Regions from separate parts of the Mus musculus genome. Here region 2 is linked to region 1. The links are chromatin contacts, called in public promoter capture Hi-C maps. All regions are on one chromosome and are shown on one strand. The core of a region is the stretch at or near the end of the contact, and the rest is flanking DNA. Distances in the headings are between cores, read along the strand shown. Region 1 overlaps Ola1 (Obg-like ATPase 1). Region 2 overlaps Gm13707 (a long non-coding RNA gene).

Region 1 (3,295 bases), core at 258-2,757:
GGTGCTGTTGAGTCAGTGCAGCCGTCAGCCTCTATAGAAAGACAGCTGTTCAGGGTACTTCTCACTCTGCGGGACGATACAGTTTGTTCTTCTTTACTGTGTCCTTAGACATGACCTTGAACCTTTGATGTTCTTATTTCTGCCCCATGAGTACTAAGGTTGCTGGTGTGTCCCAATACACCTAGTTTAAGCACTCTTGGAGAGCAAACCAGGGCTTCCTGTGTGCCTGGGCCGTCTGTCTCTGAGCTGGGTGCTGCATGTGCTGCCCTCTTGTCTCTTTGTAAAGTCAATCATGGCAAGAAAGAGCATTGTTCCCTCGGGCGGGTGGGTGGGCGGGCGGGCGGGGCTTATGTGTCGGTTGTGTTTAGTAAGAAATACACCAACTTAGGAGACTTAGTTTTTGTTTTTGTTTTTTGATTATTTTGTTCATATGAACTTGACATCATCTAATATACCAGTTCAATACTTAAAGCACTTAAATATTTAAATACCTATATTTTATGGCTTACTACTGAACAGTGGACATTAGTATTAAAAATGACTTTTAAAAATACTAGGCAGTTGCAATTTAGAACTCTTTATAACTCATAACAAGAATATCCTAGACTATGTTGCATAAAAATTAACTATATTTGCTGTTGTTTCTTTATCAAATTTATACTAACTCATGATTTCTATAATGCTTCTGTCTAAAATACCTCTTAGGTCATATAATCAAGTAGATGATTTTTATGAAATTAATTTGTTTATAAGTGTTTATTGTTTTGTACCTGTATCACTGCTTTCTGTTTATAATATTTCATAGCATTTATTCATTTTTTTATGTGATACTGTTCTTTATCTGGTAATTTGAGTAAATCCCAATAGAATTATGTTGCCACATTATGTCTTCAGAAGGGCATAAAGTCAGTACACATGCTTCAGTAATATCTGGTTGTTTTACCCTTATGTTTCTAGTTGGCAATTTGAAATTATGGCTTCAACTGCACTTTAAATATGTGATAATAGCATGTGTTTCTAATAAGGGCCAGTACCATTTTGTTCAGATAGTGTGAATGGTTGTCACTCATATATGACAAATGCACCTTCATCTGCTTCTTTGATAGCCCCCTAAAAACCATACCCTCAAATCAGGCCGATGAAATTAGCTGCTGTGTAAATTGTGTGTCTGAGTGGTTCATTATCTAATCACCGTCAGAACCACAGTGATAAAGTAGATTGAAGCAGAGAAGAGGTCTGCCAGATGATTTGAGCCCCCCACCCCCCCAAATCTGGTTTCCCTTGGAAACCCTAATAGTGCAGTTTAAAACTTGAGGCTTTCGTGCCTTGCATTCAGTATCTCTTATATGCCAAACTTGAGAGCAACCAGTAGTTCTGGAATAAAATTTTGTTTTCCTATTTTACTTGTCAGTTTTTTAAATGTTGACGCTCTTGAACTACTATGTCTGTGGTTATTTGTTAAGTATTACCCGATGGAGAGAAGTGCTATGGCCTGCTTGAGAAGAGTTAAGAACTCGGTAGCAGTTTGCGCAATGTCTGAAAGTCCTCCACTCTGTTACTGTGATTACGATCACCTTCTATATCATCTGTTAATTGAATCCATTTTTCATTCATTGTAGGTGCTTTTGAAGACGATGATATCACGCATGTTGAAGGAAGTGTAGATCCCATCCGAGACATAGAGATAATTCACGAGGAGCTCCAGCTGAAGGACGAGGAGATGATTGGGCCCATTCTAGACAAACTAGAGAAGGTGGCCGTGAGGGGAGGCGACAAGAAACTGAAGCCCGAGTATGTAAGTAAGCATTTATAGCTCTCAGGAAACACTTAAGTATGCTGTTCTCAGTTTAAAAATAAGCACATGAACTATTTTATATTGTTACTGAACTTTAGAATAAAATAAAAAATCAAAAGAGCATGTTTCTTTTTTGTATTTCTGTTGTAAGCAGGCCTTTACTGAAACTCTGGGCTTTCTTACTTCCTCTGACGCTCCCCTCTTTATGCCATGCAGCTGATTTCTGTGACGTCTTTGTTTCTCTCCTGTGTTCTCTTCCTCCAGGCAGCTGCTGAGATTCACAGCTGCCTACCTTAGGGGTATTCTTTTAAACTCTAATACAATTGTCTTCTTTTAATAAACTTTGACTTTTCTTGAGAAGGAAGGAAAGAAAGATCCTACACTTGCCTTCTGAATTTGGGGACACAATCAACAAGTAAGAGTAAAAACAGTTTGACTTGGGACTGGAAGATATGTGCACTGCCAGTTTCCTTGGTGTGCTTTACCTCCTATTTCCTGTGCTCATTTCCTACTTATACATGGTAGAGAGTGGAGAGGTAGCTAATGAGGTACATGAGGGTTAGGATAGAGAAGAAAATGGAAAATGGGTATAAAATATTCCTTGGGTTGGGAGAGAGGACTGGTGTGAGGCAGTGTCTTCTGGACATGACAGGAAAGCTGTACTCATTAGCTCACAGCAGCTGTGGCACAAGACCCGCACGTGATGAAGCCAGTCTGTGTTCCAGCATGGAGCATGGAAGGGCTCGCAAGCCCCCACCCCAGGTGAAGTGATGTTGACATTTCACAGCTTCTGGGGAAGGAAGAGTCCGGTTATAGTTAATGGTCTATCTCTTGTCGGGTTGACTGTGCTCTGGTGGATGATCCAAACTGATGATACAAAGTGACTTGGTGGGTTATTTATATTAAAAAAAAAAAAAGACACAAAATTTTGGGGGTTGATCTGAAAGCAGTTAAGGTAACTATGATCAAAATACAATGTATGAGTTATCAAAGAATTAATAAAATATGTTGAAAAACACTACGAAGGACACAAAAATAGCATTCCTGTGGATAGGGATAGTTCTTAATAGTAGAGTGCTTGCTTAGCACATGTACACACATATATGAACACCCTCACACATGAATGTATACCCCTGGCACACACATGCACAGATGCCAGGCATGGTGGCAGATGCCTGTACTTGAGAGGCCAAGGCAGGAAGATAAGGAGTTAAAGACCAGCCTCACTCATTGCACGAGAAACTGTCTCATAAATAAAATGGGGTGGTGAGGTGGCTCATTAGACAAAGGCACTTGCCACCCAAGTCTGGCAGTCTGAGCTTGATTCCCCAGAATCCGCTTGGTGAGAGAAAGAAACCTGACTAACATAGTTGTCTTCTGACCACATGTGCTCTGTAGAAAGTGGCACACACCCCATTATGTGCACAAATATATGTTTGAAATATCTCCTATCTTGTCTTATACAAGCTTTATTGTTAACCTTTCACATTTAAGTTTGCA
Region 2 (3,201 bases), core at 316-2,815, 270 kb before region 1:
TCTCTACAGTAATAAACATTCCAGTGCCCATCAACCCGCCCAATTGAGTAATGTATTTGATTCCTTTGTTTTTGTCATCTCAGTGGATAAATTATATCAATTTTTTACTCTTATGGTAAATTTGGGAGGGAAAAAAAAGCCTAGACTATATAGAAAGGTTTTTGATGGCCAGTTGGTGGTGTGCGGGGAGGGTGTTGTCTTGATTCATTTGAAAAGTAAACTTAAGGGTTCCCAGTTCTCTAAATAGTCAAGCTAACCAGAGGCTCCCTAGATTTTTAACGTCACCACTTAAGGGTTCCCAGTTCTCTAAATAGTGCAGCTGACCAGAGGCTCCCTAGATTTTTAACGTCACCGGTGTTCCTGTCTCTCTTATCATTCTTGCAGCCTTGCTCTGCCCCACTTGGAAGACCTGCTGCTCCATGTCTAGTCAGGGGCTTACATTTAACATATGGCTGCCGTTCTCTTGCTGGCCAGGATTCAGATCCCACCCATCAATATTATCACACAGATTCCTTCGTCTTAGAACCTTGCTTCTGTTAGTGCCCAGGTACATTTTTCTTAAACTCAGGCTTTAAGGACACACACACACACACACACACACACACACACACACACACACACACTGCAAGAGGAATCCACTCATTAAGGAGGTTTTTATGATTTGGGTTGGCCTTATTGGTTTTCTTCTGAGGGATCTCACTATGTAGACCAGGCTGGCCTCAAACTCACAGAGATCTGCCTGCTCCTGCTAGGAAGTGAGCACCCCCAACCAGACCTGGCTAGGACTTTGATAGCTATTTGTTGTTGTTGTTTGTTGGTGGTAGTGGTGGGTTTTTTTGTTTTGTTTGTTTGTTTGAGACAGGGTTTCTCTGTATAGCCCTGGCTGTCCTGGAACTCACTTTGTAGACCAGGCTGGCCTCGAACTCAGAAATCCACCTGCCTCTGCCTCCTAAGTGCTGAGATTAAAGGCGTGCGCCACCACTGCCCGGCGATAGCTATTTTTATACAGCACTTCATTGCTTTCCTTAAACTGCCATAGCTTTGAGCCTCATGACACCCAAGTCTGTCATTCAGTTATCATTCTTGTTAGCTTCTGGAGCAAAACTAAGCTTTAAAGAATGTTTTAAAAGCTTTTCTAAGTTACTGGTTTCCCAGGAGTGGTGAGGATGCTGGCAGATGGGAGACAGCCAGGTGCTCACCTCCCAGCACGACCAGAAACACTCTAAGGTAATTTGCCAACTGAGCTGCCCACACTGTTTTGGAATCTGAGCACCACCACAACGTGACCTCTCTAGGGAAACACATTTGACCTTTGAGGCCCTTGGAGGAAACAAGCCTGGTGTTCTTAGCTTAAATTTTCAGCATAAGAAGCCTGCTGAACACCTGGCATACACATCGTGGACGTCAGAGCTTCAGCCGGGAGCACCCCGCCCCGCTCCTGTTTACCGTCTTACGTAAGGTTAACGTCATGCGTCAAGATGTTGTTTGCTTCTGATAGTCCAGTCCCAGAACAAAGCAGCAACAGGCCACGTGAGAAGACCCAAGAGCAGCAGGAAGCTCTTATATGCTTACTCGCCCATTCACGCCATCCAACACTAGGAAAGAATGGTATTCATGAAGCCTCAAGAATAAAAAGGCGTCTATATATAATTTTGTAAGTGTTAGTCTAAGTATCAAGAGTGTATGTTGAAACTACATGTAAGAAAATTTCAACAAGTAGGCACAACCTTGCTACTCCTTGGTTCTGGAATATTCTTCACCATCAACACAGGGGCTGTTGGGTTGACTGTATACATGAAAGGGGAAATTTCTCTTATGCTTGTTCCCTAATGGTTTGCTCTTGGGACAAAGGCCTGAGAAGACCCCAAATGAGACCATAGGGCCAGGGAATACTGAACACTGTAGTAATGGTATAGTAATAGTATGCTATCAAAATTCTGCCTAATTTATTTATCTAAGTAACAATAGTGTGTTATTTTTCCTGTAATAACCACTATTTATCATCTGTTATGTACTGTAAACTTAAACTAGTGTCTCTACAAATTATTATCACATGTATTACTGCTAATCTTTGTATCTTTACACATAGAAAAATCAAGGCCTGGAGAGGTGGCTAAGTGGTTAAGAGCCCTTGCTGTGCAAGCGTGAGGATATGAGTTCAAATCCTCACCGTTCACATAAAAAGCCATGCGTGGTTGTGCATGCCTATAACCCCAGTATTGATAGGCAGAGACAGATGGATACTGAGAGCCTGTGGCCAGCCAGCCTAGCCTAGCTCACTAGTTTGTGAGCTTCTAGTTCAGTGAGAGACCCTGTCTCAAAGCAACAACAGAGACAGCAGTAAAGGAAGACACCTGATCTCCTACTCTGACCTCTGTAATGGCATTCAAATGGCCCATCTGAACACACACACACACACACACACACACACACACACACACACACACACTCACACACACACACATTTAATGAAAAAATAAATTAAGGCCAATGTGAAAAGGTGTTTGCCTCCAAGGTTCAGGGAAACCACGTGGTGGAAAGAAGTTGTCTTCTACCCATGATCTAGTTTGGTTTTTTGGTTTTCTGTTGCTGTGATGAACCCATAACCAAGAACAACTTGGAGAGGAAAGGGTTGGTTTGCTCACCCCAATCACAGTCCTTCACTGAGGGAAGCCAAGGCAGGACTCAGCCCAGGAGCAGAGACTAAAGGAGAGAGAGGCCTTGGAGGAGGCCTTGCTCCCCATGGCTTGCTCAGCTGCCTTTCTCATGCAGCCTAGGAATGACTGTCTGGAGTTAGACTGCCCACAAGGCTGGGTCCCCCACATCGATCAGCAATCAAGAAAAGTTCCCAGAGACATCCCCGCAGACCATGCCGATGGAGGCAGTGCCTCAACGGAAGTTCCTTCTTCCCAGGCGACTCTAGTTTGTGTTAAGTTGACAAGAATTAACCAACACAGCCCTCCACAGATGTTTTTTGGCACATGTGCCCACCACCAACACATACACACACACACACACACACACACACACACACACACACACACACACGAAAAATCAACAAAAATGTCTTTAAAAAAGAAAGAAAAGAAACGAAACAAAGGGGAAAAAAGGATTGAGAAATCAAGGCCTAAATTTGCCTCAAGACAATTGCTCCAAGTGGATCCGGGATTCAAACTCAAAAATACTGCTATTCCATAAAGA

What was found. Promoter capture Hi-C pulls out the DNA fragments that hold promoters and counts their contacts.
Region 2: a contact with region 1 is called in a promoter capture Hi-C map of the C10 cell line, with 3 times the contacts expected there. The contact joins two enhancer-like sites. A contact is called at or near these places in 10 of 39 promoter capture datasets (the 3T3-L1 cell line, the C10 cell line, the HPC-7 cell line and 5 more), 3 of 15 datasets of contacts at CTCF or cohesin (CD8 T cells, large pre-B cells and pro-B cells), 46 of 484 Hi-C or Micro-C datasets (B cells, the Ba/F3 cell line, CD4 T cells and 30 more), 2 of 115 datasets of contacts at active chromatin or transcription factors (large pre-B cells and microglia) and 1 of 9 other capture datasets (embryonic stem cells).

Annotation. Positions count from the first base shown.
Region 1 is chr2:73,155,238-73,158,532 of GRCm38.p6, reverse strand. It overlaps Ola1 (Obg-like ATPase 1), which reads left to right. Exons shown (of 11, transcript NM_025942.2): 5 at 1,620-1,795. Among named protein-coding and RNA genes, the nearest start is that of Ola1, 58 kb to the left of the region's middle. Within about 2 kb of position 1,507, at least 14 of the 459 cell types and tissues checked have an H3K27ac peak or open chromatin away from gene starts, as enhancers often do.
Region 2 is chr2:73,424,270-73,427,470 of GRCm38.p6, reverse strand. It overlaps Gm13707 (a long non-coding RNA gene), which reads right to left. Exons shown (of 9, transcript XR_866430.3): 7 at 1,447-1,595. Among named protein-coding and RNA genes, the nearest start is that of Gm13707, 39 kb to the right of the region's middle. Within about 2 kb of position 1,565, at least 3 of the 459 cell types and tissues checked have an H3K27ac peak or open chromatin away from gene starts, as enhancers often do.